2 separate regions of the Macaca mulatta genome follow, and region 1 is linked to region 2. A link is a contact called in public Hi-C data. All regions are on one chromosome and are shown on one strand. The core of a region is the stretch at or near the end of the contact, and the rest is flanking DNA. Distances in the headings are between cores, read along the strand shown. Region 1 holds the start of LOC710110 (tubulin alpha-1C chain). Region 2 holds the start of TUBA1B (tubulin alpha 1b).

Evidence for each region. A called contact is a pair of places that touch in the nucleus more often than the background predicts.
Region 1: a contact with region 2 is called in a Hi-C map of cortical neurons, with 5 times the contacts expected there. The contact joins the promoter of LOC710110 here to the promoter of TUBA1B in region 2. A contact is called at or near these places in 2 of 14 Hi-C or Micro-C datasets (cortical neurons and fetal cortical plate).

The regions. Positions count from the first base shown.
Region 1 is chr11:56,390,446-56,396,999 of T2T-MMU8v2.0, forward strand. LOC710110 (tubulin alpha-1C chain) reads left to right here and starts at 2,694. Exons shown (of 5, transcript XM_028829447.2): 1 at 2,694-2,730; 2 at 2,979-3,054. The coding sequence starts at 2,723.
Region 2 is chr11:56,293,927-56,300,606 of T2T-MMU8v2.0, forward strand. TUBA1B (tubulin alpha 1b) reads right to left here and starts at 2,256. Exons shown (of 4, transcript NM_001195392.1): 1 at 2,161-2,256; 2 at 369-591; 3 at 103-251. The coding sequence starts at 2,163. LOC144332834 (a long non-coding RNA gene) reads left to right here and starts at 2,431. Exons shown (of 4, transcript XR_013401020.1): 1 at 2,431-2,687.

The sequences.
Region 1 (6,554 bases), core at 1,444-3,943, 97 kb after region 2:
TCATGATCCGCCTGCCTCGGCCTCCCAAATTGCTGGGATTACAGAGCTGATCCATCGTGTCCGACCCTTTTCTTCCTTCCTTGTTTCTGTCTTTTCTTTCTCTCTCTCTTTCTTTTTTTTTTTTTTTTAATTGAGATGGGGTCTTGCTCCATTGTCCAGGGTGGACAATGGTCTTGAACTCCTGGGTGGAAGGAATCATCCCACCTCAGCCTCCCAAAGTGCTGGATTACAGGCGTGAGCCACCGCACCCAGCTTACAGGCCATCTTTCTAAAATGCAGTTTGGATCATTTTACTTCCCTGCTTGGAACTTTTTGGTGGTTCCCATGAGCTACCAAGAGAAAATCCAGCTTTCTCCCCTTGTCACACAGTTTTTCCATTGATCTCTACCTAAATCCCCAATCTCATCTTTGGTGCTATGCAAGCCTCAAACTTCCTTTTTTTCCAGCAAACACCAGGCTCACTATCTATCTCAATGCCATGTACTTGCATCCCTCCTCCCATCCCTGGAAAATATCCCTTATTTCTCAAAGCTCAACTCAGGAATCACTTACTTACTTCCTTTTTTTTTTAGACACCATCTTGTACTGTCGCCCAGGCTGGAGTGCAATAGCGTGATCTTGTCTCACTGCAAGCTCCGCCTTCCTGGTTCAAGCGATTCTCCTGCTTCAGCCTCCCGAGTAGCTGGGATTACAGGCGCCCACCATCACACCTGGCTAATATTTTGTATTTTTACTAGAGACAGGGTTTCACCCAGGCTAGTCTCAAACTCCTAACCTTGTGATCCACCCACCTTGGCCTCCCAAAGTGCTGGGATTACAAGCGTGAGCCACTGTGCCCAGCCAAGAATCACTTCCTTTGACATTTTTCTGATTCCTTGAATCTCAACTAAGGAAAACAGTATTTCCTCCTCCCACTGTGGCCCCACAGTGCTCCCCTGCATGTTAAGTGTTGACACTGCTGGCTCCTTGAGGCTGTGTCTTACTCGTCAGAGTAGGCTTATCAGCCCACAGGGGTTTAGCAAATAATGAGCTTTTAATAAATGCTTTTGAGCAGTTGAACGAACTGTACATGAATGGGTTTATATTACAACCCGGTAAACACTAAATTTGTTCCACGGAGAACTTCCTACCGGTTGCTCCTGCTCACAGCTCTTGAGGCCATGGGCGTGGCCAGGACTGGGTCAAGGACAGGGCCACTCCTGTGTAGGAGCAGGGCCCAGGCGTCCAGCCTGTTGAGGTCCATCCTGTGCTTCTATGACAGTTGTGTGGCATTTGGTGACTCAGGTTCTAGTACAAGGCCACTGAGTTCTCAGTAAACTCAGTAAATTCAGGGAAGCATTTCTAAACATATGGTCCTTTGGCTGGGCATGGGGGCTCACACCTGTAATCCCCACTTTGGGAGGCTGAGGTGAGCAGATCACCTTAGGTTAGGAGTTCAAGACCAGCCTGGTCAACATGATGAAACCCTGTCTCTACTAAAAATACAAAAATTAGCCAGGTATGGTGGTGGGCACCTGAAGTCCCAGCTACCCAGGAGGTTGAGGCGGGAGAATCGCTTGAACCTAGGAGGTGGAGGTTGCAGTGAGCTGAGATGGAGCCACTGCACTCCAGCCTGGGCAACAGAGTGAGACTCTACCTCAAAAAAATAAGAAAAATAAAAATAAAAATACAGTCCTTGGATGAGGAAAATTCTTTCCTCAGAGAAAGAGAGTCCTTTCCTGGCCAATATAGTTAATTATCAAGCATAGGATAAATTAGAGAAAGGCAGGTTTGTGACAAAACTGATCAGAAGCCGTTTGCATAGTGCTAGGTGTTAAACATCTATTAGCTAATTTCATGACACTGTCATGTGACTTCTCACTTTTCATCTGTGTTTTTTAATCTTCCAAGAAAAGTAATCAGACTAGATGATCTCTAAGATCACTTCCCATTCTATCATTTCATTGTCTGGTTCTTACCTAATACCAATATAATGTGTGTTTGAGATGGTGAAGGTTCAGGAGTTCTTGGCGACATTTCACAGACAGGAAACAGGGCAGCGGGGCACGGGGTTTGCTTCAGATCCGTGGATCCTTGCTGAGCTCTGCTTCATTAAGTGATCAATATTTCCTGGCTCCTGGGTGGAACTGCAGTTACATTTCCCTTTGGAAAAGCTGGTCTGTTTTTCCCAATAGGCCTGCAGAAAAAAACCAAGGCTGGCCGGGTGCGGTGGCTCATGCCTGTAATCCTAGCACTTTGGAAGGCCAAGGCAGGCGGATGACCTGAGGTCAGGAGTTCGAGACCAGTTGTCAACATGGTGAAACCCCGTCTCTACTAAAAATACAAAAAATTAGCTGGGCGTGGTGGCACACGCCTGTAATCCCAGCTACTCAGGGGGCTCAGGCAGGAGAATCGCTTGAACCCGGGATGTGGAGGTTGCAATGAGCCGAGATCTTGCCATGGTGCTCCAGCCTGGGCAACAGAGCAAGACTCTGTCTCAGAAAGAAAAAAACCAGGGTCAGAGTATTGTTATGAAAAATACAACAGCACCACTTATTCTACTCCCACAGCCTACCTAGGCTTTGAAGCTCATAGTATTGAGAGTAAGAAAACTCAGAGGTGCTAAGACTGCCAGTCTTAGGCTGGAGGAGAAGAGGAATAGATGTGAAGCTGCTAAGGAGCAATTTCAGTGATCTGTGGACTAGGATGGAGGAGGGGGCAGGGACCTGATCCCAAGGGCACAATGACAAGGTCAGCCTCATCTCTTCTCTCTGTTCTTGGCAACAGCCAGTCTAGCCAGAAAGAGCAATCTGTCAAATCTAATTAGAGTAGAAGAAAGTGAACAATGGGCGCCCAGCTCTAAAATGACAGCCTGTTCAATGGGGTGGAGAAGCTCGGGAGGGATGAGTGCTTTGTGTGCTTGGAATTAGATCCTTCAAATGGATCCTTTCTGAACTCCAACTGCACATCTCTAACTGGATTCTTATTTACTTCACCAGGACTCTTCAGCTCCCTACGCCTTTTAACACATGCACATTCAGCCAAAGCAGAGGAGAACCTGGCTGTGATTCAAAGGTAAGGCTGGAATAGTAATGTAATGTAAATAGTTTCATCATGCATGGCTTGGACATGGTACTGTGTGCATGCAACTGATATTTATGAATTTGTTCCTATTTCTTGTTTCATGTTTAATTATATTGGTGGCATTAGTGTTTATCTTATTATTTCTGCAATTCTTTTCATTATAAGGCTTATTATTGGAATCTTGAAATTTCAGAGCAGCCTGAAGTTTTATTAGGACCACAGATAAGCATATTTTAAGATGCAATACACATTAATTATATTTTTATCTTATACTTTAAATGGCCTCTCTGATTTGGATATTTTAGTTTTTGAATCAAAAGTGGGTTGCACAGGGAAGAGGCATATTTTATAAATGGAATCAAATGAGCATATCCCTTAAAATAAATGCATGAATACAGGCTATTGAAGCTTAAAGCCATGCATCTGCAGAATCTGAAGTCTCAAATTACAGAGGCCTATCTATTATCAGCAAATATTATACTAAAGACTAACGGTTTACTAATTTTACTCTACTTCAGTGTGGGATACTCAGACATCTTAAAGGTGTGAGGAAAAACAATTCTGTGAAGTGGGATGCAGAGAATGGGAAGAGAGTAGGCGCTAACACAATCTGCAGTTTACAAGTCTCTGTCCCCCAGGTTTGGATGGTCTTTCCTATGCATTATCTCATTTAATCCTCAGGGCACCCTGTGAAGTGTGTTACTATCCTCTCCACTCTGCAGATGAGGAAACTAAGGCCCTGAGAAACTAGTCCAAGGTTACAGAGAAAGGCAGTCGGGCCTTGAACCCAGGTGGTCTGCTTCCAAGTCTATTGAACTTCTCAGGAATCTATTTCTGGTAGACACAGGAGACATTAAATTTTAAAAAATCATTAAAGTATTAATAATGTCAACATGAGGACACTCCTCTAATCTATTGGCCTTCCCTGGACATGAAGGAGGCGGTGGATTTCAGCTTGGTGTATTTGTATCACTTTCCCCACTTTACTGCATGTTGCGAACCTTTATCTTTTTTTTTTTTTTTTGACACAGAGTCTTGCCCTGTTGCCCAGACTGGAGTGCAGTGGCATAATCTCAGCTCACTGCAACCTCTGCCTCACGGGTTCAAGCAATTCTCTGCCTCAGCCTCCCAAGTAGCTGGGATTACAGCTGTGCACCACCATGCCCAGCTAATTTTTGTATTTTTAGTAGAGACAGGGTTTCACCATCTTGGCCAGGCTGATCTTGAACTCTGACCTCAGGTCATCCGCCCTCCTCAGGCTCCCAAACTGCTGGGATTACAGGTGTGAGTCACTGGACCCAGTATATTTTCTAACAGCATCATTTGTTTCTTTTCTGTCCTTTTTTTCTTTACATACCCATTATATGAATAAATTATCTTGTAAAAAGACAAAGGAAAAGTCTGCCAGTACTGCTCGCTTCACCCCAAACCCAGTCTTCTCCCCAGAGAAACACCTGTTAACAATTTGGGGTGTAACCAACTATTTCCTACCTGTTTGCATAGAGGTGTGTGTGTGTGTGCACATTACATTGTTTTGTGTGACTTTTTAGAATAAATTGTGCCATGTTGTGTTTTCTATTCTTAACTTGCTTTTTTTATTTCTTTATTTATTTTATTTTTTGAGATGGAGTCTTGCTCTCTCGCCTAGACTGCAATGGCACAGTATAGGCTCACTGCAACCTCTGCCGCCTGGGTTCAAGCGATTCTCCTGCCTCAGCCTCCCTAGTAGCGGGGACTATAGGCACGTGCCACCATACCCTGCTAACTTTTGTATTTTTAGTAGAGACAGGGTTTCACCATGTTGGCCAGGCTGGTCTCAAACTCCTGACCTCGTGATCTGCCTGCCTTGGCCTCCCAAAGTGTTGGGATTAAAGGCGTGAGCCACCATGCCTGGCCTTTTATTTTATTTTATTTTATTTTATTTATTTTATTTTTTAGAACAGTCTATGCCTTGTGGAAATCTTTACCTGGCAGTATGCTAAAATCTAATTCATTCTATTTAACTCTTACATAGCATTTCACGAATCATGACTTGTACTGCTTTCTCTCTACCTCATCTGTGCTTTTGAAATGGTTTAATGGCATACAAGTCGACATTTAACCCTATTTGTACTTATGGGGCAGGTAGAGACAGGTGCAAGCTTTCTGGCTGGCTGGAGTGTTACTAACAACATAGGAGAAGAAGGAAAGGTGAGACATGCCCACACCAGCACTGTGAGCCTAAGTGAGAGGCCTGGGGCAGGTACAGTGTTATCAGTAGATTCGTTCCCTCTCTGCCTCTGAATATTTGAGCGTTTACCTTTTTCTTGAACCCAGCTGTTCTCCAGACATTTATTCCTTATACATGAGATAACAATAACATACTCCACAGGGTGCCATGGGGATTAAACTAGAAAATGTGCAGGAGAAGACATCAAGCCCAGGCATATTGCAACATGTTCCATTATGAATTGTGCCTGTGCTGACCCTTTTCCCTCTCCCTCTCAAATCATGTATTGCTTTTTAAATTTTATTTGAGCTCATTTGCTCTGAAGGACTATCCCTCTCACTTCAGATATTAGGTTGCAAGGCTCAAAGCAGGGTGGTTAATAAATGGAGCTATGGAAGTCATCTTGAGATGTTCTGGTGCAGGACTGTGCCTGAAAGCATTGGAAACTGAGTGAGAGCTGGACTCAAGTCCTGATGTGGATACTTAACTACCGGTGTGACTTGGGTAATGTTTTGTCAACTGGAAAATAAGGGTAATCCTAATAGTAATACTTAAGTCTATGGGGTGTGGTCAGGTGTAAATGAGATAATGTATGAAAAGAACTTAGTATAGTTTCTAGTATAGAGGAAGGTCAGCTTCTGTCATTATTATTTAGAAAAGTTGCACCATCCCCACTTTCATTTTCTGGCTATAAAGTATCACTGTCTAGTTTCCTCAGAAGTGACAATAAAAACAGGCTTAATCTCAGAGCACAGCTGTTTGTTGTTCCATTAGTCCATAATTATTTTTTAATTGTTATTTTTTATAGGCAGGGTCTCACTCTGTTGCCCAGCCTGGAGTGCAGTGGTGCAATTATAGCTCACTGCAGCCTCAAACTCCTGGGCGCAAGTGATCCTCCTGTCTCACCCTCCCAAGGAGCTGGGACTAACTACAGGCATGCACCACCACTCCCAGCTAATTTTTAATAATTTTTTGTAGACGTAGGATCTTGTGTTGCCCAAACTGGTCTCCAACTCCTGAGCTCAAGCAATCCTTCTGCCTCAGCCTCCCAAAGTGCTGGGATTACAGGTGTGAGCCAGCACTAATTTCTTTTTTAAGTAAGTATTCCCTGAGTGACCACTGCATGTGTAATACCTTGCTGGGCACTGTAAGAAATATAAAGGAAGTGCGAAACAGGGCTCTTGCCCTCAAAGTGCTTACAAATTTTAAATGTAATCCCCTTAACACTGGAGAGAACACAGTGTAGTACTGTGAACATACGTGCCATGGCTATTTTTCTTTA
Region 2 (6,680 bases), core at 1,006-3,505:
CATTTTGGTAGGTGCTAAAGAATGAATGTTGTCAGTCACTCCACCCAACTTGCACTGGTACCATCTCGCCGCATTAAATGCATATTTATATATTGTGCTTACCAGCTTGCGAATTCGGTCCAACACAAGGTCAATGATCTCCTTGCCAATGGTGTAGTGCCCTCGGGCATAGTTATTGGCAGCATCTTCCTTGCCTGTGATGAGCTGCTCAGGGTGGAAGAGCTGGCGGTAGGTGCCAGTGCGAACTTCATCTGGAGGAGGAGGGAGAGAAGGATGGAGGGAGTGGGTGAGTGACCAGCGGAGCCCCCAGGACAGACCTCCTGTCCCAGCATCCTGGGATCTCACTTGGGTTACTGAAGTCAACTCACCAATGACCGTGGGTTCCAAGTCTACAAACACGGCCCGGGGCACATGCTTGCCAGCGCCCGTCTCACTGAAGAAGGTGTTGAAGGAATCATCTCCTCCCCCAATGGTCTTGTCACTTGGCATCTGACCATCGGGCTGGATGCCGTGTTCCAGGCAGTAGAGCTCCCAGCAGGCATTGCCAATCTGGACACCAGCCTGGCCAACGTGGATGGAGATGCACTCACGCTGTGGGAAGGAAAAAGATATCGCAATTTAATCTATTGGTGGCTGTCAGGTGGAACAAAATACTCATGCAATCTTTATTTTTTTAGAGATAAAGTCTGTCACCCAGGCTTGAGTGCAGTGATGCCGTCTAGGCTCAAGGCAGCCTAAACCTCCTGGGCTTGAGTCATCCCCCGACCCCAGCCTCTGGAGCAGCTGGGACCACAGGCACAGGCCACTACGCCTGGCTAATTTTTTCATCTTTTTTTGTGGAGATGAGGTCTGGCTGTGTTACCTAGGCTACTCACGTAATCTTAAAACAAATTTCCTTTTTTAAAGCGACGTAAGACGTACTACTCTTCTGAGAACAGCTTATCGTCTACATTGCTTTTAATGACTGTTACCTTCCCATCCTAAACTGGGAAGGCCTCCTTCCAGACCAATACAGCTCAGTCACAGCTTCCTCCTTTGGAGGACCAAGACAGGAAGGTAGGCATCCACCCAGCGCTCAGGCCCCAGAATACCACTTTAGACTAGGTGGCCACATTTCCGGGCAGCTCCTAGCACAGGAAGCACGTGGCCAGACCAGCGCATAAGAAATGTCGGTCCGCAGGGACATGGGGCGGGGCTCTGCGGCACAGGATGAATGCGCAATTCAGGGCGCGCGCTCTCGCGCCCCCCGGCGGCGCTGCAGAGGCACGAAATGGCCACGTCTGCAAAGGCGCTGCCCAGGCCGCCCATCCTCCCTTGCCCGCCGGCATCGGGCTGGGCCTAACACCTCCACAGCAGTCTGAGCGAAGTTGGGGATTATCGGCGGCCCAGATCTGGGTCAAGATCCGATTTCCGTTCCCTCAAAATCCCTCACTGCCACCACCTGCTCCCCTGAATTCCTAACGCAGCAGAGAGACAGGTGGCCTCTACAGACTGTTGTGGTCGAACTGTCCTAATTCACTGGTGTATAGCGGTACATTGACAGGGCCCTTCCCCACATTCCTCTTATTGCTTTCATTAAAAAAAGAAAACTCAGGTTAACAGGAGACACGCCCTGTAGCCCTAGTCTCGCCGCGACCCAGAGCGCATGCGCAGACTGCAGTGGCGGTTTCCCGCCCAGGAACGGCGTGAAGGTAACGGTCGCGCGTGCGCGCTTTTGTCTCCAGCTGCTTCCCACCCCCGCTTTTCGCGCTCAAGAGGAAGTGAAGGCTGGAAGATGTTAGAGTCCGCGCGCGCGCGCGTCCACCCAAAGCGGGGGAAGGGCATGCGCTGGAAAGGACTGCGGGGACTCGAGGGACCGCTCCCAGTACAGAGTTACGCGCTGAAAGAGAGCTCCGGATACGGCAGAAGGCAGCCGGAGCCCCCTCATCCCTTCCAGAGTCCGATAAGAAATCCTGGCGCCCCTCGACCTTTCCGGGCCCCAGCTATTTACACACACCGAGGTCTCACCACTCCCGCCCTGGCCTCTCGCCTTGTTTTCCGCCCTCCAAAAGGACGGCTCTGGAACCAGACCTCCCCGGCTGTATACAGGGTCCCCGCGCCCCGCCAGCTCGCTTTTCCCTGCTTCCCTGAAAGCAGCCGGGAGCCGCGCGGCTCACTCACCATAGTGGCTAGGGATTAGGAGGCGAAGGCGGAAGGAGCAGACACCGGGTCCCGGTTACCGTCCCCGACAAGCTAAGAGTCGAGGTAAGTAACGCACTGGGGCGGGACCGGCGCTGGAGCCTCTTAAGTAGCGGCTTTGGAGAGGGGGCGGGCACAGGCGGTGTCGCGGCCGCGGGCCCCTCCTCCGGCCCCGTGCGCCCACTGGGCGCCCGGCCTGGCAGCCGCAGAGGCGGGCTCCGGGCCCCGAGCCCCCTCCCTTCGCGCGGCCGCGGGGCGGGGTCCTCCGCGCCTGCGGGCCGCGCGCGCCAGTGCTGCAGTGTGCGGCGCATGGCTGCGAGGGCCTGGCGAGGGGCGGGCGCGAGTCGGAAAGACACCGACCAGGGAATGGGTGACGAGGCTTGACTTAATTCGGAGGAAGCCTAGGACTTGAGAGAGCCATACAATTTGAAAGACGAAGCACCGTGAAATGCAGAAAGTTGTGGTTCGGATAGCTCAGCTGATTAATTTCGTGTTGCCACAGTTTGTCAGTGAGTTTTGCCTTTTTATTTTCGCAGTTCCTTTTAAGGCAGTGCATTCTGTACTTACCTGATAATGTGAAAAACGCGAGCTTTAGAAAACCGAATAGGTGTACATGGTTTACTTTAATGACTTGTTCTCCAAAGTAAGAGTACCAAATGCTGAAAGCAAGTAGATATTCAGTCATTCGAAGAGTGCCCAAGCATTTAACATTGAAGCTGTTAAAAGGGCAAAGTAGGCCCCAATTTTAGATCTAAGCCATCAATTTTATGAAACAGTTCTAGGGGCTTTTTGAAAAGGAGATTTAAAAACACATTTCAGTGGTGGTAGCTGAGTTGAAGAAGTGAGGAAAGAATTGGATAGGGAGGAAATAAATTGACACTGAAGGATGTTAGGAAGTAGAGATTCCTTGTGCAACTTAAGAGTTTTGTAAATAAGACTGCTTGGCCTTGTGTCAAGATACATCAATTGGTTATAGCTTAGTGCTTGGAGGCCCACATTATAGGAGTAGACTAGGTCTCCCTCCGCCCCGCCCCTGGAAAATCTATTTCAAGACGATAAACCACATTGCTAATCCTTGGAAATGCAGAAGGTGGTTAGGTTTAAAATGTGGCTTTAAAATGGTCCTAGCCGAAACGTATTGATGTTACTATTCAGAATATCTGCCCAGTATAGGAGGAACAAAAAGGTTAAACCTAAAACACTAAAAATTCATAGTTCATATTCAGTTATTAGCCTATTAAAATTTGGTGCAGCCTTCATCCTTCGCACCGAATTTCAGACAAATAGCAAATTTATGTGGTTAATAAGTGTATGTTGTAAGGAGTTATATATGTGTATGTCTATATATGTGTGTCTCCACCCATCTGAACCTGACCTGCAGACCAAGAGGTTCTTGTTTATTTCTGATAGTTTTGGTAGTCTTGTTAAAGGCATTTGATTCAAAATGCAAATTTGCACACATTTTTCCAACTGGGTAGAGGAGGCAGGAATATATTTGAATATTGTTCTCACTTATTTTGTTCCTCTTCTTATTCTTAAAAAAAAAAAAAAATTAAGCCTGTCAATTTTAGCAGTGAGGGATGGTATACTAATTTTAGTGACACTAATATTAATAAGTTCTGATAACCCACTATCATCGGACCACCCCCACTCTTATTCTTAAAACGAATCTGAAAACCATAAGCTTGCTTTAACGGGAAGAATGAATGTTAGGGAACCACCCTGCTGAACTCCATTTTGCTGTCGGCTCTGGATAAAGCTATTTTATCCAGAAAAGCTATCTCTGGGCAAATGATTTGAATAGTTTAGTAACCGCAATAGGTTTCTGCTAGAACCATTTTGAAGCCACCCTTTAACCCTAACCACTTTATGTATTTCCAAGGATTAGCGATGTAGTTTATGGTCTTGGGATAGATTTTTCTGGGGGAGGGGAGAACCTCCCTTCTAGCTCTCTGCAGATTATCAGAGCCACCACTTCAGGGATTTCCTCCCAGGGGCCTATATGTCTCCCCAGATACCTTCCTAAAACTATTAGCTTTTATCTGTGTATTCCCTGTTGTGAATGAGTAAGTATTTGAGGGCCTTTTTTTTTTTTTTTTTTTTTAGGTCTTGATTATACCTCAGGTTTCACAGAGTAATCAAACTAAAAGAGAACTTCTTTTTATTTCATTTTATTTTTTTGACCGAAACTCCATCTCCAAAAAAAAAAGGGGGGGGAATTGTTATGTGATATTGGGACATCTGAACATTTTGTTGTCATAGGAGTTTGTCCTTGCCAGCTTTTTTTTTTGTTGTTGTTGTTGTTGTTGTTGTTGTTGAGATGGAGTCTTGCTCTGTCACCCAAGCTGGAGTGCAGTGGCACACTGCGAACTCCGCCTCCCAGGTTCACGCCATTCTCCTGCCTCAGCCTCCCTAGTAGCTGGGACTACAGGCACCTGCCACCACGCCCGGCTAATTTTTTGTATTTTTAGTAGAGACGGGGTTTTGCCGTGTTAGCCAGGATGGTCTCGATCCCTTGACCTCATGATCCACTGGGATTATGGGCATGAGCCACCGTGCCTGGTCCCTTGCTGGCATTATTAAACTGCTTCCTTAGCTGTAAACATCTTATGACCACGGGTTGTATCTGGTAAGGAATATGCTTTGCTAGTTTACATTTGGAATTGATTTTGAAATTGTGTTACCCTAGCCCTTTTTTTTTTTTTTTGAGACAGAGTTTTGTTTTTGTCGCCCAGGTGGGAGTGCAATGGCGCAATCTCGGCGCACGGCAACCTCTGCCTCCCGGGTTCAAGCGATTTTTCTGTCTCAGCCTCCCAAGTAGCAGACATTACAGGCACCTGCCACAACGCCCAGATTATTTTTGTATTTTTAGTAGAGAAGGGAGTTCACAATGTTAGCCAGACCAGTCTCGAACTCCTGACCTCAGGTGATCCGCCCGCCTCGGCCTCCCGAAGTGCTGGAATTAAAGGCGTGAGCCACCGTGCCTCGCCGTGTTACCCTAGCTCTTCCGTTCCTGTTTCCCTAACATAATACCTCCTCTACTCTTCTCCTCTACTTCTCTAATCTTAAGGAGAGATGAAGGGTGAAGGTCATTTTTTGTAACTTCTTCCTGCTGACAGTGGACATTGATCTTTGGGACAGGATTCTCTCCTAGGAATTTGCAGTTGGTGGCTGGGTGCCGTGGCTCACGCCTGTAATCCCAGCACTCTGGGAGGCCGAAGCAGGCGAATCACAAGGTCAGGAGGTCGAGACCATTCTGGCTAACACAGCGAAACCCCGTCTCGACTAAAAACATTAAAAAATTAGCTGGACATGGTGGCGGGTGCCTGTAGTCCCAGCTACTCAGGAGGCTGAGGCAGGAAAATGGAGTGAACCCAGGAGGCGGAGCTTGCAGTGAGCCCAGATCAGGCCACTGCACACCACCCTGGCTAACACCATGAAACCCCATATCTACTAAAAATACAAAAAATTAACTGGGCATGGCGGCACGCACCTGTAGTCCCAGCTATTATGGAGCTGAGGCAGGAGATTCTCTTGAACCTGGGAGGCAGAGGTTGCAGTGAGCCGAGATCACGCCACTGCACTCAGCCTGTAAGACAGAGTGAGACTCTATCTCAAAAAAAAAAAAAAGAATTTGCAGTTGGTTTCTAGGGAGCCACAGGAGGTCTGTGTTTGCATGATGTTCTGATGTTTTGTTTTTTTTTTTTTTTGAGAGAGAGTTTCACTCTTGTTGCCCAGGCTGGAGTACAATGGCACAATTTCAGCTCACCACAACTTCTGCCTCCCAAATTCAAGCGATTCTCTGCCTCAGCCTCCTGAGTAGCTGAGATTACAGACATGCGCCACCACGCCCAGCTAATTTTGTATGTTTAGTAGAGACAGGCTTTCTCCATGTTGGTCAGGCTGGTCTCGAACTCCCGACCTCAGGTGATCCGCCCACCTTGGGCTCCCAAAGGGCTGGGTTTACAGGCATGAGTCACTGTGCCCTGCCTTTGTATTTTTTAGTAGAGACGGGGTTTCTCCATGTTGGTAAGGCTGGTCTCAAACTCCCGACCTCAGGTGATCCACCTGGCTCAGCCTCCCAAAGTGCTGGGATTACAAGGTGTGAGCCACCACACCTGGCCGATTCTTTTTTTTTTTTTTTTTTTTGAGATGGAGTCTTGCTCTGTCGCCATGCTGGAGTGCAGTGGCAGCGATCTCAGCTCACTGCAACCTTTGCCTCCCGGTTCAAGCAATTCTCCCTTCTCAGCCTCCTGAGCAGCTGGGACTATAGGCACATGCCACCACGCCCAGCTAATTTTTGTATTTGTAGTAGAGACAGGGTTTCACCGTGTTGGCCAGGATGATCTCGTTCTCTTGACCTTGTGATCTGCACACCCTGCGATGTTCTGATGATTCAATGGGCATAGCCCTGCCCAGTACTGAAGAAGTAAAAATCTTTGGATGCCTGATCTGAGGGGCCTAAAGGCAATATGTCTTTATTTCCCAGGTCAGAAGTTGGT